2 separate regions of the Mus musculus genome follow, and region 2 is linked to region 1. The links are chromatin contacts, called in public promoter capture Hi-C maps. All regions are on one chromosome and are shown on one strand. Each heading gives the region's core, a stretch centred on a gene start, on an enhancer-like site or on the middle of the called end of the contact. The rest is flanking DNA. Distances are from core to core; before and after follow the strand shown. Region 1 overlaps Gtf2a1 (general transcription factor II A, 1). Region 2 overlaps Ston2 (stonin 2).

Evidence for each region. Capture Hi-C pulls out chosen DNA fragments and counts their contacts.
Region 2: a promoter capture Hi-C map of adipose tissue shows a contact between it and region 1. The contact joins two enhancer-like sites. A contact is called at or near these places in 2 of 39 promoter capture datasets (the HPC-7 cell line and liver), 3 of 115 datasets of contacts at active chromatin or transcription factors (CD8 T cells, bone marrow-derived macrophages and embryonic stem cells) and 3 of 9 other capture datasets (adipose tissue, liver and pancreatic islet).

The regions. Positions count from the first base shown.
Region 1 is chr12:91,575,449-91,579,790 of GRCm38.p6, reverse strand. It overlaps Gtf2a1 (general transcription factor II A, 1), which reads left to right. Exons shown (of 9, transcript NM_031391.2): 3 at 4,000-4,207. Among named protein-coding and RNA genes, the nearest start is that of Gm25776, 4.0 kb to the right of the region's middle. Within about 2 kb of position 2,585, at least 4 of the 459 cell types and tissues checked have an H3K27ac peak or open chromatin away from gene starts, as enhancers often do. A contact at or near this core is called in adipose tissue, where this site is marked.
Region 2 is chr12:91,708,714-91,713,055 of GRCm38.p6, reverse strand. The region is part of intron 4 of Ston2 (stonin 2); the gene reads left to right. Among named protein-coding and RNA genes, the nearest start is that of Gm16876, 29 kb to the right of the region's middle. Within about 2 kb of position 1,990, at least 52 of the 459 cell types and tissues checked have an H3K27ac peak or open chromatin away from gene starts, as enhancers often do. A contact at or near this core is called in adipose tissue, where this site is marked.

The sequences.
Region 1 (4,342 bases), core at 1,336-3,835:
TGTCTGTGGACTTCCCCTAAATCTTATCACATAGACATTGTATTTTATATCCCCATGAGAAGCTGCAAACATTCAGTAAGGTACTTTGAGAAAGAGACCACAATCACATAGCTTTTTATCACAGAATATCCTTATAGTTCTGTTTTATTGCACTGTATATAATTTGCACATTAAACTTTTATCATGGGTGGCTGGGTATGTATGTATGTATGTAGAGGAAAAGATCATATTTGAGTCACAACATAAAATTGGGAGGTGGTATTTTCACATAAGGGTGGCTATATTATAGGGTATATACATATATATCATATACTTTATAGATGTGCAGATTAATATAATTAATGTCTATAATAGTCTACAGATTATTACAGTTAAGTAGTAGATGTATTTGTAAACTTTAGAAAGTTGATCCATTAACAGTGCTGAAAACAGTGTTCTTAATTAAGCTTTTATGTACACTGTATAACCCAAGTAAAAACATAGAAACTGTTTCCTATGTTACATTTTCATTTCAATGTGATATTCTTCATAAAAAAAAAATTCAGCATTGACATTCCCAAACAGGGTTTCTCTGTGTAACAGAGCTGTGGCTGTCCTGGACTTACTTTATAGACCATGCTGGCCTCAAACTCACAGATCTGCCTGTCTCTGTCTCCTGAGTCCTGTGATTAAAGGCATGAACAGCCACACCTGGCTCAACACTGACTTTTTATGACCTACTAATAGGGTTGATGTCCTCTATTTCAAAAGCATTGATTTAGACTTTAGTACAACTTATAATTACTTTTGCAAACAACACAAAATAACCCAAGCAATTCATAATGGCGTGTGGCTCCTGCTGATAGACTAAGTCTGGGACCCCCACCTCAGAATTAGCTCTCCTCCTCTTGTGTAGCTGCCCACTCCTCCTTTCTTTCTTTTTCTTTCTTTTCTTTTCTTTTCTTTTCTTTTTTTTTTTTAGATTTATTTATTTATTATATGTAAGTACACTGTAGCTGTCTTCAGACACTCCAGAAGAGGGCGTCAGATCTCGTTACGGATGGTTGTGAGCCACCATGTGGTTGCTGGGATTTGAACTTCGGACCTTCGGAAGAGCAGTCGGGTGCTCTTACCCACTGAGCCATCTCACCAGCCCTTTCTTTCTTTTCTTGTGGTCCTGTTTTTGTGATTCTCGTTTCATGCTAACTTGGCAAGCACTCTTACTACTAAAATACACTGTGAAACTTCTCAGTTATGAGTTTTGATTGCTAGGTCCTTGCCAGGAGGAAGTAGGGGTAGAACATGTACTCAGCCGCACATTACATTGTCGCCAGTATTTCTGTTTATCATAGAGGCATCATTGGAATGATGGGACCACAACCAATTGATGGTAAAACAATAAAACATTGACTGTAGGACAGTTGAAGAGGGCTAGAGAGATGGCTCCGTCATCTGCACACAGAACATAGACCTCTGTTCCTAGAAGCAGGCACACAGCTCACAGCTGCCTGTAGTGCCAGTGCCAGGGGATTCTGCACCCTCTTCTAGTTAGTTAGTGAGGGCAACCACAAGCATGCGATATGCATTCACACACCACCACCACCCCCACCAAAATACATACATACATACATACATATGTATATATATACTTAAAAACCTATGATGGATTGGGAATTAAACACTGTTAGAAAGTGTACTTTAAGAACTAGTTTGGAGCCGGCCAGTGGTGGCGCATGCCTTTAATCCCAGCACTCGGGAGGCAGAGGCAGGCAGATTTCTGAGTTCGAGGCCAGCCTGGTCTACAGAGTGAGTCCAAGACAGCCAGGACTACACAGAGAAACCCTGCCTTGAAAAACCAAAAAAAAAAAAAAAAAAAAGAAAAAAAGAAAAAAAGAAAAGAACAGAACAGAGCTAGTTTGGATCTTGAAGCTTCATCACTTCCTCAGTTAGAAAATTACACTGTAAACGTCTTCCTCCTCTTGAGGCAGTATCTCTGGAAATGTGGAGACCAGGCTGGCCCTGGACTCATAGAAATCCACCTGCCTCTGCTTCCCAAGTGCTGGGATTGAGGGTGTGTGCCATTATGTCTGGTTTAAAAAATAGTTTCTTAAACACTGACAGTTCTTTTACTTCATATTTTGATTTTTTTAAAAGAAAAATTGTATTTTGTCTGTGTGTTGCACATACATATGTATGTGTATGTACCACCATGTGCATGTGGAGGTTAGGTAATGATTTGTGGGAGTTGGTCCCCCCTCCCCTCTCTTTCCCTCCCTCTTTCTCTCTTTCCCTCCCTCTTTCCCTCCCTCTTTCCCTCCCTTCCTCTGTCTCTGTCTCTGTCTTTGTCTCTGTCTCTCTTTGCAGAGATCAGCCAGATAAAATATGGGCTCTTAGGAAGTACCACTTTGTTGCTCTTGGAAGTTGCTTTTAGTGTGGGGTTTGTAAAGGCCTCTATTATTGGCTGGAAGTTTAAAAATAATCTAAATGAATTTTCCTTTAATTTTAGATGAGGAAAATGTGTAAGAATGTTACATGATTGAGTCACATTAGTAGATAACCCAGTATTAACTGGTTTTCCAGCCTCTGATGTAATGCTGTTACATAATTAAAGCTACTACTGGATTAGTAATAACAGCTGGCATTCAGTGATCACTGACTTTAAACTGTGGTAACCATGAACAGAGGTTAGTATTTTTTTAAGTATAGATTTCAGGCATTGAAGTATTGGGCTTGTAGGGAAGTACTTCTACTCTGAACCTGACTTTTACTCCATTTTTCAGACCACTACTAAAAGACGCTGGAGTTGTTGTAGCAGGTAGTCATAACTATAGGTCACGCAGAGAGGGCAGGGTGAGGGGTTTTTGCTTTGTTTTGAGTCTGTGTAACAAGAGGCGCCTCTGAAAGAATCCAGAAGAAACCTCTGCGTTAGCAATCTCTCAGGAGCAGACCCTGGACTTAAGAACAGAATGCTTGCTTTCTTTGCAGTTTAGAGGCACACTTTGACTTTCTTGGATAATTTCTTATAGGAGTGAAACTCAAAATTAAACACTAAACATAGGAGAAAGCAAATATGTTATGGGAAGAGTGAAATAGTTGAAAATGTTTTCCTCTCTTTTGGATGGCTCTCCCCCCTCTCCCATTATAGAGCTTACCCTGTGCTGAGGTGAGAAAGACAGATAGGCAGCCCTAATCCGAAAGGTCTCACCACCCAGGAGTGTTACCTTTTTACATAGTTTTCAGACTTTGAAGTTCTCTTATGTTTCACATACACCTTTTATACATGGCTAGGAATTAATTGACACGCTATTTTAATGGTTTTGTGCATAAAACAAAATTTCACCAGGTAGAATTTTCCCATGGTGAGATCCTTTTAGGAGTCAAAAAGGTAGAATATCGCACGCAGAGTTTGAGTTTTTAGGTTAGATATGTTCAGCTTATAGAAGTGGCTAAGCAGAAAGTGATTGTCAGTCTTCGCATTAGAAGAACGGGCGTTCCAAGAGGTGTAGAGCATCGGGATGACCGTTTCAGCCTCATTTTCTTTAACTTACAAGGTTAGACAAATGGAAAGGAAGCTGGCCTATTTAATTTAGAGTGCCTGTATTTCACAAAATTCTCACTGAGGACAGATGGATGAATATTTCTCTTTTTGACTCCTATTGAAGAGATAGAAAATTTGTATTGAGCAAAGTTCCATAAAAGCAGTTTAATAATTTTGAAATAAAAAGATAAGCTGTGATTATTCAGGGATTGACTCTGGGAACCCTGTTAAATAATACCTGCTAACTGAAGAATTACTCTAGAAAGTTTCTTGGAATGTAAAAAAAAAAATTTAAGTAAAATAAACATGTGATTTGATCAAGGTTTATTTTCCTTGTATAAAACTTGGGTGATATTTGTGTGTGTGTGTGTGATTGTATTATTTCTGGAAGAAATTTACAAACACCTAATAACTTAATATTTTGTCTATATGACCAGAGTTTTCTTTAAGTCACTGAGAAGCTTTACTGTTCTTCGTCTTAGTTGTGGGAGAATAAACTAATGCAGTCTAGGGCAGTAGATGGATTTCATTCAGAAGAACAGCAGCTTTTGTTGCAAGTTCAGCAGCAGCATCAACCCCAGCAGCAGCAGCATCACCACCACCACCACCAGCACCAGCAAGCGCAACCTCAGCAAACGGTACCTCAGCAAGCACAGACCCAGCAGGTCCTCATTCCTGCATCCCAGCAAGGTGAGAAGGCTGGAGGTCCCTGTTGTGCCTTACAAGTTACACTTGTCTTTTGAAAGTATTCCTTTGACTTTTAAGTTTTATTTATTTATTTAATGTATATGAGTACACCATTGCTCTCTTCAGACACACCAGAAG
Region 2 (4,342 bases), core at 741-3,240, 130 kb before region 1:
AGAGTGATCCTGCACGGAGGGTCAGAGGTTTAGACAGGATTGGCTTTGAAATTTCATAGAATTGCCCTCCAGCGTGGTTCACTAAGGAACCTATCTTTGCCAGCCACAGTTCTTAAGGGCATTTTGTGTGCATCAACACTCCCTTGGTTTCCTTTTGTCTTTGACTTATGTGGCCATTAAATGCCCACAACTCCCATTTTCACAGTAAGGGAATCTCCTGAGCAGGAGGCAGCTGCAGCAGCTGGAGCTCTTAGGGAGAGAGGCTGGGCTTCCTCTTCACCACTCAGAGCCAGCCCTCTGATTCCTTCCCAAGTCTTCACAGGGACGGGGCACACACTCCCTGTACTGAATGGATGCTTCGATCCCACAGACAGATGTTCAAATCCAGGGTCTGCCATACCAGCCACATGCCCGTCAGCAGTCCTTATACTATATACTTGAAGATTTATATGCACATAGACACGTGTATATGCATGTGCTCTTATTTTTCACATTACTGGGACCAAATACCTGACAAGAACAACTCAAGGATGGCGAGCTTAGCTAATGCTGTGGTTTGAGAGAATGCAGCCCATCCCAGGAGGCAAGCACGGGAGCAGGGGCCTCGAGGTGTTCAGAGCATGTGGCTGTGGCGGGACTCCTCACTGACTCACATCTTAGTGGAACAGGAAGCAGACAGGCAGGAAGCAGGGCCTGGTAAATTTCAAGACCTCCCCCAGTGACTCAGTTTCTCCAGTGACCATCTATAGTCCCCAAGCATCTCCTGCTGGGGACCAAGGGAATAATGACAAGGGGCTCTGGGGACTTTTTTTAAATATTCAAATAATGGAGGCTGGGGGAGGGGAAAAGGAGAGAAAGTGTGTGTTTGTGTCACTAGAGATCAAATGGACGGCCACGCGCATGCTCTGCAAGTGTTCTGATCCTAAGCTCCACCAACCCAAGGCCCTTACTATCTTTATGACTCAATTTTATCATCTGAAAAACAGAAATAATAGTCTGTACCTTTCCACATGTGACAGTTTGTGTAGAACAAGTTACATGATGCCTGACTTGGAAGATGTGACACCAGGGATAAACTTCTTGCCCTGCCAAAGAGGTCTCATGGCCCTGGGGAAGAACACATTGGGCTGTTTACCGAAGAAAACAGGAAGGGCGCTTGGTTCTCGTGTGGGGAAGTTGCTGATGCTAATTCTCATCAGTTCAAGTGGTTAAAATCAGAGTTGTAGCCTGAGCTGGGTGTGGTGCTATTAGTAATTCTTATTATTACTGATAGGTTATTTCCCCACCAGCGAAATGAGCCAATTCAAGCCAGATTAGAGGATATGCATGTCTGTCTGTCTGTCTGTCTGTTGGGAAGCCACTCTCAAGGGAGTTCACTAGTCCCAAGCCAGGGAAGGAGACATAGGGGAGGGAAAGAGAAAGACAGAAAGTACATGCACAGATAGAGGGCGAGAAGAGAGAAAAAGAGAAGAGAGACCAAAGTGTCTGGATTATTTAGGAAAAAGTCTTTGGGCCAGGGGAAATCTCAGTCCCTGGGCTGGAAAGTTCAGGGTAGAGGGTAGGGTATGCCAGGTAGAGACTGAGGGATGCTGGGAGAACCTGGAGGCCTGGTCCATTTTTGCTTGTTAAATATGTGCCTCAGCTGCTTGCCCTGGGTCTGAATCCCAACATTAACTTATCAGTTACTATTATTTTTGCAGTGAGGATCGAACCCAGAGGTTGCTAACATCTTCCTTTTCTCAGCATCATTGTTATAGTTCACAGTCACAAAAAATCTCCTTCCCAGTTGCTTTGTCAGGGTCCTAGGAGGGACCAGATGGTACCCAAGGAGGGGCTTATGTGGAGAGAATTCAGTGAAAGCACGGCAGGAGGCAACAGCTGGCTTCCTAGGCAAGCCCCTGCAGTCTCCCTGGCTGAGCAGAGCATGAGGATGCAGCCAGGACTGGTGCTCTGGCTGTGTCCCTTTGGGTAAGGATGGATCTTGGCACTTGGGCACAGCCTGCCTGATAGTAGACTGCAGGGACCTGAGTCACAGTCCCCTCCCTGTCGTCTGTGTAGGAGTTCTGCAGGGATTTGGCAACCACACAAGACAGAGTGATTTGCGATGTAATTGTGGAGGGAAGGATTCTGTGATCAGCCCACACTTTCTCCTCAGTTTCTCACCAACCACAGGGATAACTACAGGAGCAACACAAACAAATCCCCTGGAGTTGGCTGCCTATGGGGGATGGAGGGATGGAGTGCCAGAGAGTAGAGGTGATGTTCTCTCTGGAGATCCCCATCCCGGGGCAAATGACAGGAGAATTAGGAATAAGCACAACCTCAAAAACACCCTGTTCACAGTCAGCTATTGAATGGACCACAGGGCCCCCAATGGAGGAACTAGAGAAAACACCCAAGGAACTAAAGGGAACTGTAACCCTATCGGAGGAACAACATTATGAACTAACCAGTACCCCGGAGCTCTTGACTCTAGCTGCATGTGTATCAAAAGATGGCCTAGTCGGCCATCACTGCAAAGAGAGGCCCATTGGACTTGCAAACTTTATATGCCCCAGTACAGGGGAACACCAGGGCCAAAAAGGGGGAGTGGGTGGGTAGGGGAGTGGGAGTGGGTGGGTATGGGGGACTTTTGGTATAGCATTGGAAATGTAAATGAGCTAAATACCTAATAAAAAATGGGGGAAAAAAAAAAAAAACCCTGTTCTCTGTCATCCCTGTCCCCAAGGTCTCCTTTGCCTAGATAAGAAAGGCACCTGTCACCTTCATCAGGCCGAGAATGCTACTGCCTTTACACAAGTTTGTACCCAGCCAGAGGATGGGGGGGAACGGGAGCAAGCCCCCTCCTTTGATCTCTGTTCTAAGCAAGGAAGAAAGCACACATAAGCATCTGTAGTCTTTACAAGCTGCTTTAAGTGGTAGGACTCTGGTGTCTGCTTACAGGAAAAGTGTAAATTTTAGTGTAAATTTTAGAGATCAGAATGCACAACTCTGGACAAACTGAGGAGTGTCAGACTCAAATGGCTGTTAACGGAGGCAAGAGTTATCACCGTCCCAGATGCCTGTATGTCACTCACATTTAGAGTCCAGCATTTCCCAGCCTGTGTTCCATGGAGCAACTTTAGATAAGGCAGGACGCTGGGAGCACTTGGTTATGGCTTGCCGTGCCAGCTCTGCTGCAGAGCCACAATGTGCTTGTGCATTACAGACTTGGAAAAGTTCTGAAACATATGTGTACATGCATGTGTGCTTATACACACACACATATGTTCAGTTGAGTTATCCCTCCTGTCTGGTCAGATGTCAAAGTATGGCAACCCGAAACACATGAATTAGCAAGTTTTACTCGAAATTACATATCTTCACTAAAGTGTTGGAAGAAAACAGAACTGGGGGAGAGATGTTTGGTGAACTTGCTGGGATGAGTTAACTTTAGAAGCTGGGGCACTGCTAAACCTCTCCGACTTTCTTTTTTTTTTTTTTGAGGGGTTGTTGTTTTAAGTTCTAGACCCAGAAGGTGTAAAAGTGCATTTGCTCTGCTTCCTTTGTATGTAAACTGCCACGGACTTTGAAACAAATTTAGACCAGATGACCATGGTTCATCTGCATTTAGCTCGCTGCAGTGGAGTTCTGCCAGAGCACAAGGTCTCTCCCCAGCATGTAGGCCTTTTGGTTTTCTTTCTCAGAAACAAGTGTTTGCGTCAGATAAAGAGTTGTGGACTGAAGTTGGTAAAGTTTTTTGTTTGCTGTTTTTTCTCCTTCTTCTTGGCGTGTGTGTGTGTGTGTGTGTGTGTGTGTGTGTGTGTGTGTGTGTAAGCTGGTCCTTTCCTTATGCCATGGAGGGATTGAATTATCAGGTTTGGCAGTAAGCACTTTTACCTGCCAAGCCATTTCTCCTACCTGCTGACTATAATCTTTTGAATGAATTACTTTTCTCCTAACAGAGAAAGTTTTAACAGAGTAGTTTTTTAATTAAATTACATGTTTTCTCATTCATGAAAAAAACACAAATTTAACCTGACTTCTGTTTCTGTAGTCTAGATGTGTTCATTAGTTGTACACTTTGTGTTTTAATGGGTGTTAAGAAAATACCCTTCCCTCCAATAAGTATCTCCCAAAGTCTGCTTTGTTTGAAACTCTAGAGTTTCTCAGAGCACGGATACTTACACACACTTCTTACATTTTACCAGTTGTGGAGAACAAAGAAGAATATTAGATGTTATTTTCCTACAAAGAAAGATTTTTTTTCTTTTTTCTTGTCATCTTGTCACTAAGGAGATTTTTACATATATATAACTTAATAATATTTCTATTTATAGAGCATCTGCTATGTGCCAGGGAG